Linked DNA regions of Zea mays: region 1 is linked to region 2. The links are chromatin contacts, called in public Hi-C maps. All regions are on one chromosome and are shown on one strand. The core of a region is the stretch at or near the end of the contact, and the rest is flanking DNA. Distances in the headings are between cores, read along the strand shown. Region 1 has its middle 6.2 kb from the start of LOC100147731. Region 2 holds the start of LOC100384115 (Lipase/lipooxygenase PLAT/LH2 family protein).

Region 1 (7,891 bases), core at 4,904-7,403, 380 kb before region 2:
GACGTGCAATAGCCACTGCGCGATTCGATGTCGGGGCTGGTGTTGTACGAATACGGGGAGGAGACGCCTGCTCCTATGCCCTCTGCCGAGAATGGGGTGGCGCGGAGGTGGAGGCATGAGGGGAGAGAGAAAAGAAGTAGAATGAAGAACGTGGTGGTGGCAACTCAGGCGAGGACTATCATTATCGTGCGGAGGTATAGATGGCCAAATAGGCCGTGTCTGGCGAGTAGGCCCGAGGCACGACCCATTTAATAGTGCCTAGGCCAAACCAAGCACAAGCGTCATGCGGTGCTTGGGTCGTAGCCTCGGTCCGTAGTGCTGGCCCGGTCCGACACGATTATTTTTTATTTTACAAAAAAAATCATATATATATATATATATACATATGTACATTTTATATTCAATATTATAAACACTTGATTATGACGTTCTACTGGTTAGACAACTTCGTCAAGTGTCTTCCACCCTTCTTCCATCACAGGGTGTGGGTTCAAACCCCACCTCCTGCACCGCTTTTTAACATACCCGACCTGATGCACCGCTTTTTAATATTTTACACTGAGTTGATTTCGAAGAAATATAGTGACTTTTTGTAAAAAGATGACGCGGGACGACCGTTGAAACTAGTGCTTTAAGTATAGTAGAGATTTGTTTGTGGACTCCGGCTCATCTGGAAATGATTTCGGCTCTAGCTAGCTCATCTATAGGAGCAGCTCCTCTACATGAGCTAGTGCATTTTTAAAACATATCGTTTGGCAAAACAGACCTCCTATATTTTTTTTGATGTATAAGGCAAATACCCATAATACTCTCGTGCAGCCATTTGTATGAACACATCATCAGTGTACATAGAAATAATACGTAAACAACTCATAGCTATGAAAAATTATAAAAACTGATGACTAAATAGCCTGACTGAGGAGGAGCGACCGCATGAGGCCACGACGGTAGGTGCTGGGCAGGGAGGTAACAACGGGCATGAGTCGACGAAGTCGGGCGTAGGTTAGGCAGATGTGGGGCGGTGGAGGCTGGCGCAGGGGCACGACATCGTGTGCTAGGCAGGGTGGCAACATTGGGCGCAGGTCGGTGGGCACTAGTATACAAAAGGTCTATAGTGGCGGTTGTAAAGCTATTGCACTAGCATTTTTCAAAACCACTAGTACTAGGGCTCAGTAGAAATAATCTTTTTTATAGGCAGGTAACCGAGAACCACTAGTGAAAATCGATTTCCACTCGCGGTCGATGTAATAAAACCGTCAGTAAAAATATTTTCCGAAAAACGTAAAAACGGGTTTTAAAATAGTAAAACATATTTTTATTAGGGGGAGGCCACACTCGCCTATCTCCACACATATGTTGACGTCATAAGTGTAGTATATCAAAACACAATGCTCAAATCGTAAATAAAGAGTAGGATAACTTTATTATAACTCAAATGACATAAGTGTCTTAGTCAATATAATATCATGGTATAGCGCAATTCATGGGAATTCTTCCACAAAAGGATGATTGGGACATCGCTAGATCTAGAAACCATCAATGTATTCAACAAAGTCTTTGTTTTCACATCCTTCTGATCAAAATATCAGCAAGTAGGGTGAAAATGCATAGCAATCAAGGATAGGACAAGGTTTATGTGGTTAGTATTTTAGTTGGTAAAATTTTTATTAACACCATCAATTTACTAAGTATAAGTATTTACCAAACCCGATTAATCATAAGTAGTAATCATCATCTCGAAACCACTTAAGAAAAATACTTAAGTGAACCACTTGATCCAAAAAGGGTCATGATTTAATCTCCATATTTAAGTTAGATTATTATGTGGGTATAGGCCACTCAACCGTGAGCCCTGGCGGACCCAATTGCTATGATTAGGGTGCGTGAGGAAAAAATATAAAAAATAAACAAAAAACAAGGATCAACAAGACTCGAACCTTATTTGCCAAGTTCAAGTATAGTACTTACACCTCTATCCTAACTACTCTTATGTGATCTTAGGGTGTGTTGTGACCCATATGGATCACCTACTAGGTCCACCCCTGCCGTGAGCATGCATGACTGATATATCAGTTTTACACTCTGTAGAGGTGACAACTTTATCCACAAGTCGTGTATCCCTCGTATGCACTTCCTAGATGAATTGGTTGGGGATCCACTATGAGACTTTCATAGAATACACTTAGTGCAAGCAAACATGGGATCCAATTATACCCTTAGTTTCATAATCTAAGTTTGGTTTGAGGAATCATTCCATCCAAAATGAAGTGATGCATCATGGGTCCATTCCTTAAATTTGGTGGGATGAACCCATTCCTCATATTAGTACTGTCACACCCGGTTTTGGAGGCAAAACCGAATGCATAACAAGTCCGAGGGGTGCTAGCGGGGTGGCCCGTGGGAGCTTGGTGTGTGGCTTGGGCCGACGGCGCTAGGCGCACGTAGGTGGCCGAGAGCGCGAGGTGGTCCAAGCAGGCATGTGTGCGTAGGTGGGCCGCGGGCCAGGAAGGGGGAGGGGAGCTGGCTGGGTGGGCCACGGGCGACGAGCTGGGCTGCACAACAGGTCGAGGGAAAGGGGAACTAGGCTTCTTTCTCTTTTTTATTTTCTTTCTTTTTCTCTTTCCTTTAACGATTTTCTTTTTTTAATTTATTTTAGTTTTGAATTCAAAATCAACCACGCTTCATAAGTTTAAGTGGCTGCAAAATCAAAACAAATCAACACACAGAAAGAAATGGATGTTCCAGCATATTGTACAACAATCATCACCCTTTTAGGGCTTTATTTTTTTACACATAACACTTACATATAAAACAAAATACTTCTCCATTATTTAGAAAAAAAGGAAAGGAAAGGCAAGTGAAAGAGAGGGTAACACATGAATTTGATGGATATGGGTGAAGAAATCTTATACCCCAAAAATTAGGATGTTACAAAGACACACATGGGAACCGGTAAAACCTCTTTATCGAGTGATTTAGTCCTGGCACTTGGCAAATAAGCTCCCTTTGCCGAGTGCTAGCCAGAACACTCGACACAGAGACTAGCAATAGGGCCACTGGTGTCCCTTTGCCGAGTGCCAGGCATGCAGACACTCGGCAAAGAATCTCATTTTGCCGAGTGCCAGCCAGTGGCTCTTGGCACAAAGGCTGTCATGGGGCTCTCTGGAGCTTTTTTTGTCGAGCGCGAGGCCAGCAAACACTCGGCAAATGCTCCTGATTTGCCAAGTGTCAGTGAGTAATTAACTCGGCAAAGCCTTCGTCACCGTTACTTGTTGTCATAACAGTGACTTTTCTTTGGCGAGTGCCCGATATAATGCACTGGACAAAGAAACTATTACTGATGTATAGTTTACTGAGTCATATTTATCGAGAGTCGCCCTCGGTAAAAAAATTTGTTAGAGTGTTTTCAAAACAGCTTGTTCCCATAGTGACACAGTGCACAAAGACGCATAGAAACGATGCGATTGGCACATGCAGCAGCAGAGCACAAAGACCAGTTGCCGGCCGCCGGCCGGCCCCAAGATGCTGATTGCTACCTAACCTCTGGGTCCCACCGCATATTTGCTTTATGATGATTGCACCACCATGCATGATTGGTACTAATACAAGGTTGTTGCATATACGCATGGATGGACATGAAAATAATGTGTATATGTATATGGTGGTGTGTGTGCGCGTGGGGTGGAGAGCTAAGTCTCTTATAGATGTTGTCTATAGATATCCGAACAGTAGGAGAGAGAGAGGCCATGTTTTTATGAAGCATTCTCGGTTAAATTGTCTAAAGTTTAGCAATTTATATAGATAAAAATATAATGTTATGACGCCAAATACATATATTATCAAAATATTTTTTATGAAGAATTCAATCGATATATATTTGGCACGATAAATATTTGTATTTTTTAGTATAGATCGGATCAAACTTGATATATTCTAATGTAAAACTATTTGAACATTGTGTTTTTTTAAGACGCAGAGTGTCGTATTTGAGTGGCCCGTGTATCACGAATTCACGATATACGGACACTCCCATCTCCATCATCTGTGGACCATATCCGACAGCCCAACATGGCGTGGCCTGATGTGATGTGTGCAACCCAATCCGCAAATAATACAAAAACAGATGCTTCCTTGGTTCCAAATTAAAAATTCATATTAGATAACCAAATTAAAAATTAATTAGTAAATTTATACAATACATTAAACTTAATGTATGTACCATCTATTTGAATATAGACATAAAAAAATTGAAGAGGTACTAAAAACAATTACTATATATTTTGGGACATAGAGACCGAGAGAATAGTGGTATACATATATTGCCACAATCATGATGCTAGTAGTAGTGCATTACTACTAGCTGGTACTGTAAAAGTGTCCCTACCTCGTTAATGCCTTTTACGGAACTGTTCGATGGAGGGCCTATCAACATAGACCATTCCATCTGATAGAGATTGCTGACCTACCCATGCATCCATCTTTCAAGGTCAAAAAATGATCATAATTTGCAGCGTCTCAGGATCTACTAGTAGTATCTATCTACCATCGATAACAAGTACTACTCTCTCTATTTTCTAAACTATAGGAACGTTTCGGACGATCATTCAGATATATAATTTTTTTGCTATAATGTACTACGCACCATTGAAGATATATACTCTCTTTATTCCAAACTATAAGACATTTTTAGATTTTCTACACGCACTGCTTTTGTTATATATTTAGATATAGTGTACATATCGAAAGCAATATATCTAGGAAAATCAAAAGGCCTTGCAATTTGGAAGGATGAAGTACTCCCGGCCTCTATCCTCAATTATAAGTTAGATTATCCTTTTTTAGAGTTAAAAGCATGCTAAATAATCAAATTTTATACAATAAAATAAAAATATTTATGATATCAACTGAGCATTAAATTCTTTATCAATTATATTATTATTATAGTATTCATATTTAATATTATAGATATTTGTAATTTTCTCTATAATTTTGATTAGATTTCATATACTTTTTAAGATATTCACTTTTGTAGAAAGTGGGAATAATGACTTAATGGGTAGCACATGTCTATGATTAACAGCAACATATATTAGACATGTACAACCTAGAGACCCTGAATTGGTCTTTCAAGTACTACAGATAGCTAATAGACTGCATGACACGACTCTAAGTCTTTGAATCATAAATACAATTAAGAGGCAAAATTACAAATAAAGTTAAGAGACAATATATATAGAGAATCACTAATAATTAGCCTCTTGTATTTTTTTTTAAATAAATCTTATAGAGACTTACCCTGTATGTACATATACGGCTGGCTGTAGCTAGTAAAGTGATAGGGACAGCTCACAGCTGTCATTGCACTACGCTACTTTTAACGAACGAGGTCCCCACTATCCGTAGAGCAAAAATAGAGAGAGAGTTAGATGATGATAGGCACTCATAATGCAGATTTCTATTTTTAGTAATAACTTTGTCGTGTAGATAGTTAGATGATGATTTATACACAATAGAATAGAGAGAGTAAAAATCAAAGAAACAAATTGATGGTAGAATAAACTAAGGGTGTTATGTCCAACCTATATACAAGATTTGTGCAAAATACAAATACTCCCTCCGCCAAAATAGTACGTAGTCGTCTCTAGTTTAAAAACTTAAATCTCCTAAAATACTCGAGAACTAGGAAAAAATTATCTTAATTTCTCCCTCTGTCCTTGAGAATTTCGAAGAATTTACTAGTCCTTAGCATAGAAATTACGGCACCATAAAATTTAACGGGGTGTGTCCAACCATTCCGACTCACTGATTAATTTGTTCTGCATGCATGGTTCACGTGACACCACCACATGTTTGATACTGGGTCGAGATCGGTCGATAGATCGCCGGCACACGGACTGCCGTGGGTGGGTGATGGGTGGGACCACCTCCGACGACGACAGGCCATGTTTTTTTTTGGTGGTGTGGGCCAGATCGGGCAGGCGTGCAATCCGTGTTCGTTTGCCAATTAGCGCACTGTGCAAAAGTTTCGTCGTGTTGTTGTGCGCCAACAACCAATCATGTCGCTGCTGGTTGCATGCATGCGACAATAGCTAGCAGCTGGTCACGTCCGGATGAGGATGTTTCTGCACCACATGCATCATCCATCCTACCGTTGGTTCACAGATTAGCACCACACAGAGTTCACAGGTCCATTCATCCGCATCCACAGCTGGGCCTCGCTGGGCCGTGAGCCAGGCCCAACGCCGCCTCCACAGCCATGCGCTGCGCCCGTAACAATGATCTAAATACAAATACTTGCAACGCTGTCTATGAATGAAATAGATGAAACACCATTGGTTTTGTTAAAAGCTAAAATGGTAATAGAATATTAGTTAAACTTACTTGAAACATCACGTACTATTGTGCTATATAGTTAGACAAATACTTATCATGTTGTCGGTCATATAGATCTAATTAATGTTGCCGATCATACTTTTGACGTCGCCTCTCATGCTTTATCGTGTAGCCTAATCACGTCTTAAATATGAAGCAACTCTTGTGTCCTGTGGTTCAACGCATGTTAACTCTATAGGTATGCCACAAAGATGCTGCCTTTTAAGCTCTCATGCATTTGCTTTGAGTCAATCACTCTATTAAACATGGAGTGCCTGCAACACAATAATGTGGAACATCAATTTCATATGTGTATTATAGGATTTAAGGAAATACACCGTCCATTGATCTTTACAACTACTATTGATTTGGATATGTTGTTCCATGACATCCAATAATATAAACTTCCACATTGCTTGACATTACACCTCTGGCAACTTCCTGTATAAATAAGGGGGTGTTTGGTTTCTAGGGACTAATTTTAGTCCCTCCGTTTTATTCCATTTTAAGTCATATGTGTTAGTCATTGCAAACATATGATGTAATATAGGTTTTCATATGTTTAGCATTGCAGATATGACCATCAACATCATAAGTGTGTTTCTAATCATTGCCACGGTTCTATTTATGCTTCTTAGATCAATCTTGGAACACTTATGAAGCCTGGAGTTTGCGAACAACATGGTAAGCCTCCTCATGGAACTATCATCTATACATATATGTGTTCATAATTAGATAATTTATATGTTGAGAGTATAAGACAAAATACCCAAAATATTTTACCAGACAATATTGCTTCTCGATCAAGTAAATGGATGAACATCCTCGATTCTTGTCCATCGATTGCTTAAGGATCTCTTTGAAATATATATTATTTACCTGTATACGACCACATCACACTAAATCTTTGACAATCTTTCATGCTTTCTTATGAAACATGCATGTATGTGCATGGACCAACTAGTTTTCTTCCACTAGGAAATGAAAATGTTGCTGCAAAATAAAATGTGTGGTAAGGACAAATATGTACTATATTTCAAAAAAACTTAAGCACAAAATAAAATATAAAACAATCTTATATAAAAGTCATGCCACATTGCTCCTTGTGTATTTTGATAGTTCGTATTAACAGTGAACCGACAGTGGTCCAAAGATATGGCAGGAACTCAGTCACCACAAGGCATAGTTACCATTCATGGCCAAGAAAATGATAGAGGTTACCTAACTATGGTATGGTGGCCACTGCCAACGAATGTGTCATTAATCTAGGACATGTAAACCGAAGGTATGATATAAATATTTAAAAATTATAATAAATATATAAAACAAAGATAGAAGAAATCATCACCCATTGCCACAAGCTATTATCATAGACTTGTAATCCTCTTGAGTAGGCGATATAGGAGGAGATACTACATAGCTCATACTATGGCGTACAAAGATCATGATGCCTTAGAGGGGGCATAAGTATGATTTTCTACAAATTCTTGCAAAAAAGAACTCCTAATTGCAAGGACAA
Region 2 (7,604 bases), core at 2,928-5,427:
GGAGCTAAAATAAATTTAATATGAATTTCCCAAGTTTCTGGAATTGTTTTTGTATTAAAAACGTATTTACTAATTCATTTATTCAGATTTTCCCTTCTCTGGATGGCGCCTCAATAACCAAAAAAGTCAGGGGCCCTGGTGCAACTAATCCTAAGACTCAGACGAACCCCTCTATGGACAGCGGGTTGGTTTCGTGATTCTGTGAGGGCTTTTCTGTAAAATGTGTATGGTGAAGGGGTACGCGCGCGTGATAGCCGTACGATTAGAATTCAGCGCTCCAGATTAGATCTGGTCTTTAATGAATCGGTATGCGATCTGGTTCATCGGATCCGCGATCAAGGGCTACGATCTATTATGCGCATGATCCGATCTCGCCCATACGTCAACAATCCAACGACCGGGACAAGTCGAAGCCGAACCGGTATTCTATTCCTAATCCATGCCATCAATCAAGATCTGACGGCGCACACGCTTCCTCCTCACACGAACCTGACAACGGCGGAGCGTAGGCCAGGGCGGTGAAACTTCGGCAATCCGCCCCAGCGTCACCCCGCACCAGCACACGCCCCGATTGATACTACTTGATCACTGAGCTAAGGCAAAATGGATATGAGGTGACTCACCGGAAATTAGGCAATGGAGACAGCTGCCCTCGCACCGCGCAGATCCGCCGTCCAGAAGAGCGACGACGAGCAATTACGGGCGCGACACTGGCTCCCGATCTCCCAGGTCGACGCTACCACGTTTGCGCCCACGCGAGGAAGCCCTAGACACCCACCCTGGTACCGGAACACCCCCAAATCAGAGTATGGCGCGGTGGCGGCGGCGTCCTTACTAGAGCTCGACGGCGGTGTGGCTACTGGTGTGCGCAAGGCAAAAAGAAAGGGGAGGACCGCGACCAGGGCCACCTTATAACGATCGGGGGAAAGGAAAGGGTCCACGCAATGTGCTCCGGGGTTCACGGCGCACTCCGCCATGGCCGGAACTCCGTTGAGGCGAGTTCGCGGAGCGATTGATGCAACTGTCATAGGGGTCCAATTTGCCAGTGACACATCACAACAGCGCGTGCTAGAGGGACAGACAATTGGGCCCCACGCGACAGTTTGCAGTCCTGCGCGCGGAGATGGCTGACCCAGGGGCCCGCGTGGCAGAGGGCGTCAAGCGTGCGTGCGTGGAGAAGGCGGGTGGGGAGTTAGGCTATGCAGGTGTAATCAGAAGTGGGCCGAATGGAGGTAGTCGGCCCATGAAGCTTTTATTCTTTTTCTTTTTATCTTTTCTCTCTATTCTTTTTGTTTTCTTCATTTCTAAGTTTAGTTTGAATTCAAATTTAAATTTGAATTTGTGCCAAATTTATTCTCTATTATTTTTGTGAAATTAAGAATACCAATTTTAGATATATGTAATTATATTATTTATATTTTTGTATCCTTTCTCTTCTTCTTATTTTCAAAACCCTAATTTTAATTTAGGATTTAATCCAACCTTTAGAATTATTATCTTATTATTATTATCCTTATTATTTTTATTTAATGCACAAACATATAACTCTAACATGATGCATATTTTTTTATCATTTGTTTTACTTCATCTCTTAATTATATGTATGCTATTTTTATGATGCAAATATGGCACATAAGATATCCAATATAGTATCATCTTATACATTTTGGGTATTACAGAGTGCAATGACCATAGCACTCGGCAAAGAAGGCACACCGGAGAATTGATAAAGCTTCTTTGTCGAGTGTTGTAGTCTTGACACTCGGCATAAAAGCTCCCTTTGCTGAGTGCCTCCCAGCGCCCTCAACAAAGGGACTAGCATAGAGGTCCACTGGTGCTCCCTTTGCCAAGTGCAAGGCAAACAGACACTCGGCAAATAAGCTCCCTTGGTCGAGTGCCAGCTTGCAGCTCTCGACACAGAGGTTGTCGTGGGGGCTCATTAGAGCCTTCTTTTGCCGAGTGCTAGGCCATCATGCACTCGGCAAAGGCTCCCTCTTTGCCGAGTGCCAGTGAATACGCTCGGCAAAGTCTCTGTCTCTGTCACGACAACTTTTCTTTATCGAGCACCAGTTGGCACTCGGCAAAGAAGCCATTGCCAATGTATAGTTCATCGAGTCCTCTTTGCCGAGAGTCACACTTGACAAAAAGTTTGTCAAGTGTTTTCTGGGTTTTATCGAGTGCCTGAAGCACTCGACAAAAACAACTGTGTCCGATAGTGAATATTGGGCATCTAAATCAGCAACAATATTGATGACTATGTTGAGCTATGCGATTTTTATATAGAATTTAATCTCATTCCACTTCATATGAAAAATTTATGAATATATATATAAGAAAGGCTATGACATGTGGCCACTCCTACGTTAGTGAGACCATCGATAAAACCACTTTAGAATGATCAAGAGGTTTGTTTTAGGGCCTGTTTGGATCCCACGTGCTAAACTTTAGCGCCCCTTTGCTAATGGGTGCTAAACTTTAGAACACCATTAATAGTATCTTTTAGCACTTTTTAGCACTCGTGTTTGGATTTCTAAGTGCTAAAGTTTACTAAAAGTGTAGTGCTAAACTTTAGCACCGTGGATCCAAATATGCCTTTAGGGTGTGTTTAGTTGGGGAGCCAACTATAATAGATCGGTTTCATTCTAGTTTCTGAGAATGGAGTCATTTCATTTGGTGTTCGGCAAACAGAACGTGAACCACTCTATTTTTTATTTGGTTAATGAGTAGAATAGAGTGGGGCCGCTTCGTTCATTGTTTGGTTGAAGAACAATGACGAGAGAGAGGAGAGCGCTAGTGTCCGTGAGAGTACTCGTATCTAGTCGTTTTGGTGGAGTGGGACCTTCACAAATATTTGCTATATATATATATATATATATATATATATATATATATATATATATATATATATATATATATATATATATATATATATATATATATATATATATATATATATATATATATATATATATATACTTTAGGAGCCGCTCTGTTCCGCTTCCGTTGAATATCAAACATAAAAAAAGATAAGAATAGAACCGTTCCAATCTTCTCTGCTCTCCAGCCAAATACACCCTTAAATGTTAAGATGCCATGTTGTTTTATATTAAAGCACAAATGTGTTTTTACATTCAGCAAAGAAAAAGAGCGTTAAACGGACTGAAAATACATGATCCGTGACAAATTGGTCCTATCTGGTTTTGCTTCTCCTCACCACATTACATTGTAGCTAGAGAACGAGGGAGTTGTTGCGTTTATCTAGTTTAATGGTAAGTTGTCGATTCTATAGGAAGCGAAAATAATCTAGTCGCTTAGGGCTTGTTCGGTTCTACCACAATCCATATAGATTGAGGGAGATTGAGGGGGTTTTAATCCCTAGTAAGTCAAAATCCCCTCTAATCCATATGGATTAAAAATAACCGAACAAGCCTTTAGTGGGATTCTCACGTATTATCACCTATAAGCGAAACCAAATACGGCTTTTAAATCATGTGCTAGATGCAAGTGAGCAACTTAAAATGCGAAAAAAATGAAGTCCCATACGTTGCCAAGGATATGGAACAGCATAGAGCGAAGAGCATCCAATCCAATCTAGACCAACACGAGCATCAAACAGGGCATGTTTGGTTGAGATTTTTTTAAGAGCTTTTCTGACAGTATAGTTTGGTGATAATCGGCTGTACAGAAAATTTAAGTATCGTAAAAAAATTACATGCGAAAGAAATAAAAGAGTTTATAGGGTTTAGGATATAGAAAGTTACGGTTTAATACTATCGCAACGACTCGATCAATTTTATGTTTATATCTTGATTTTGGACGATTTTAACTAAAATAATTCTCATAGAAACAAGGTAAAAATCTAGACGTTTGCCGTAGCTCCTGGTGATAAAACTGAAACAAACAGTGCCACAATCTCACAGCACCGGGCCTCGGCCTTCCCCCAAAGACCGGGCCCGATCGGGCTCTAGACTCGTAGCCCCGCCTGCTTGTCTCCTTGATACCAGGCCGCAACTACAGCCACAAGCCCACAATCACGATTGCCCATTTGCCCTCCGGGCAGAAAAAAAAATGAAGCCCCGAAATCCCGAAAACACCCTCGCACGGGTCTCTCTCTCAGCGAAGAGCCAAAGACCGCGACTCATCCCACCCACGTGTCTTTCTCCGCCGCCGAACTCGAACGCGGCACGCCTCTTGCCTCACCACAGGCCAGACGAAGAAGCGGACCACACGCCACCAGCTCCACCTCCACGGAATCAGACGGTCTCCTCCTCCTTTTCTTTCTCCCGTGGACTGCAGCGCCGCCGGGTAGAGATCCCAAATCTGCGCCTCGACCAATTCCTCCTTCCTCCGGTAAGGCGGGCTCTATGGCCATGGATTTTTTAAGTCTAATTCTCTGTTACTGTACAGCCTTAGCGCGGTTGCTTGTCTACCACCTCCCTATGGCCCAACAAGCATATGGCATGGTATCTGGTATATATGATTTCGCTTTTTACCTTAGGAGGGCTATCCTAGTAGTGACAATCCTGTCCACGGCCACGCTGGTGTCGCAGTTCAGTTAAGTTATTATCTTTGATCTGTTCGTCACTCTTCAGGCATAATTCAGCCCATTCCCATCCCATTGTCCAATAATAGTGCACGGGTGGCCATTTGCTACCTTCGCATGTATGCTCAGCTCTGCCCCCGTTGCTCTCACGGTTTTGCTCTAGGTGGAACAAAAACAGATGAGACCTTTGATTTCTTTGTGGTGATTAGTTTGCTGCTTCAGCTGCCGTTGGTTCGGTCACGGATTATAGATCAGCTTTATATCCTGTATGCATTGATATTTGGGAAAATTCCTTGTATACCACAGCAATTTTGCCTGGTATCTTATTTGCCATCGTAAATGTTCTAAACCCTCCAAAAAAAAGTACATCACGAATGTAGCACTGCTAATAGGTCTGTTTTGCGATCGTTGCTACAGAGAATGGTGATCCTCTATCCAGGGTGTGTTGCTCCAACAGTTCACCGTGATTTTCTGCCCAGATGGGTGCTGCTGAACAACAGCTCGAGAATGTACTGCCATGTCTTTCCAGATAGAACGAAACCGAAAAGGCAATACAGGCATCAGTGGGTGCCTTGCTTCTCCAAGGGATCTTCGTTCCAAGGTACTCTACAGTAGGTCTGTCTGACCAGACTTTTGATATTGTCGCTCCAGCCTTATTTCTGTGCACTGGTAAACAATGAACGTATTCTATGTGATTGTTCTTTGCCAATATACCCATGAATATAGTATGCATTCATATTGGGTAGTAGTTTGCTTTCCTAAGGCATGTAATCCTCATGCAACTGTTTCTGCTTTCACGATGAATGGTACCGGCTACAACTGCAATGCAGTTGTAGTTTGTTTTTGCCAATTTACTTTATCATTTTAATTATCATTGACAACATGAAATCTCTGTTTCTTGTGTAAATTTACCATTCTATCCTCACCATCCAGTGACCATTGTTCCTCCAACTCTGCAGATCCACTGCCCTCTGTAAAGCCTTCACGCCTTCTTCCAGCAGAGGAACTAAAGACATATCCCAACACTGTTCCTGAGGAGATATTTAACACGATCATACTAGATGACTCCGATGCATTCTATGTGCTAGAACTGAGCACGAGTAGAGAATTTAGTTCCTCTTTGGATAAAAATTCTGCAATCTTAATCTGCCTATTTGATGTCGATGGTGACTCCCTATTACAAAGAGTACCGGCAATCTATTTGGGTCAACCTACACATGGATTTAAGACAGAGCAGCAGATACCCTTCCAAAGTGGTTCAGTTGATATCGTTACTTTCAAGGGGTCAAAACTGAAAACGATTAAAGAAGTCTGGATCGGTCTTGAATCAGGTACGTCTTCTCTGCAAATACAATGTAATGGTAGTAATATGTTCACTTGATGAGTGTCTTCTATCCTTTGTTTATTAATTTTACCCTTGAAGGTCAGGTTCATGGAGATTAGATGGTTTGAGCTTGAAAGTAATACATGGACCAGTTGGTCAGCCTAAAGAAATAAATGGAACTCCAGAACAGAAGTTCAGCGGTTTGCAGTACACTTTTGAGAACGTAAATGTGTTCCTTGGAGATGATGGAGCTTCAGTAGCTGAAGCAAGGCCGACGGCTATCACTGACCTCTCAGGAGTCGGCCTTTCTGATCTTCAACAAGGGATGTTATCCTCAAGAAGCAAAGCTTCAAGCATTCAGGAAGTAAGAGAGGATGGGTTGAGAGAGTACGCCGACCTTAAACAATCTCTGCTGCTCTATGACGCATCTATAGTGATAACCGGCTTCTCTACCTTCATCTTGGCTTCAAATGACAGCGCTGCCTATTCGTTCCTGATAGGTGGCATTGGAGGGTTCCTGTACCTGTTGCTGCTCCAAAGATCGGTTGATGGTTTGCCTGTGATCGGTTCACCTTCAGAAGCTGGCGGTGCACAGCCTTCGGTAAAAAGTTTCAGCGGTGTAAGGAGGCCATGGTTGATACTATCACTAGTACTGGTTGCAGGTGCAGTTGCACTGAAGTATGGTGCTGGAGGCGACAGCTTTGCGCTCACACCCACCGACCTCTTTGTTGGCACTGCAGGGTTCCTAGCAAACAAGGTTGCTGTTCTTCTTGCAGCGTTCATGCCTATGCTAAGTGACTCAAAGAGTGAAGATGGATCTGGTGACAGCAGTTAATTGGACTTCTTTAAAAATATGTTAGTAATAGTTTCCTATAGAAGATCTGTATTCAAGACTGGAACGGAATTAGCTGAAGTGCAAAGGACAAGTCCTAGTTTCTGAACTGGAAAAAAGAACCCTCTCATCTTGGTGACTGTGTCATCCTTGCAAGGGTTCAATTCACAGCAAGAGTTCAAGTGTTGTGGCAGTTTGAAGTCAGAAACTTAAGTTGTATTTTTCAGACATGCAGGACAGCTGTGTATCATTATATCAAGAAGAAGAAGAACAAAAGTCTAGGATACTTTGAAGCACCCTTAGAAAGGCATGACCAGTACAGCAGAAGAAAAACAGAGACACAAAAACTAAGGACATGGCCATAAACTACGGAGCGTTTTGGCTTTTGCCATACAGCACAACTTGATTTCATCTTAGAAACTTGAGTTGTAGTATAGTATACTCACCTATCGGACACTGAACTGTTAAGATGATATACCGACTACAGCTTTGTTGTATGTAAAAATATGACATTTGTGAGGTTAAATACACAGTAACTATCGAAACAAAATGCTTGGCGTTGCTCCAAATCACTATCATCTGAGTATTTTCTTGAACTGGAAGCTCTAGAGCGATTGTAGATTCACTCAACACAACATTAGCAGTATACGACTGTGAAAAGTTCCTGTCAAGTTCCGCTGGGCAGTAATTTTTTAAACTTATTATCTTATACAGATCTGAGATGAACACCATTTCCTAGGCAGAATTATCATTATATTCAATTGTAAGTATTTTACCACAGTCCATAGATCTAGTCACCGGCCACAGCATGGTACCTAGCCAGGTGGCCGCCGCCCCCACCTGGATGCCGCCGCATAAACCGGTGAATTCACTGACAAGAGTAGACACCCATTTTGCATCTGAAG

The links. Hi-C and Micro-C count contacts between places; a contact is called where the count stands out from the background.
Region 1: a contact with region 2 is called in a Hi-C map of tassel, with 2.4 times the contacts expected there. The contact joins the enhancer-like site here to the promoter of LOC100384115 in region 2. A contact is called at or near these places in 2 of 25 Hi-C or Micro-C datasets (endosperm and tassel).

The regions. Positions count from the first base shown.
Region 1 is chr4:19,918,578-19,926,468 of Zm-B73-REFERENCE-NAM-5.0, reverse strand. No RefSeq gene overlaps it. Among protein-coding and RNA genes, the nearest start is that of LOC100147731, 6.2 kb to the left of the region's middle. Within about 2 kb of position 6,153, at least 18 of the 20 cell types and tissues checked have an H3K27ac peak or open chromatin away from gene starts, as enhancers often do. A contact at or near this core is called in endosperm and tassel, where this site is marked.
Region 2 is chr4:19,532,764-19,540,367 of Zm-B73-REFERENCE-NAM-5.0, reverse strand. LOC100384115 (Lipase/lipooxygenase PLAT/LH2 family protein) reads left to right here and starts at 4,177. Exons shown (of 4, transcript NM_001176703.2): 1 at 4,177-4,350; 2 at 4,961-5,144; 3 at 5,503-5,874; 4 at 5,972-7,245. The coding sequence starts at 4,964. The coding sequence ends at 6,702.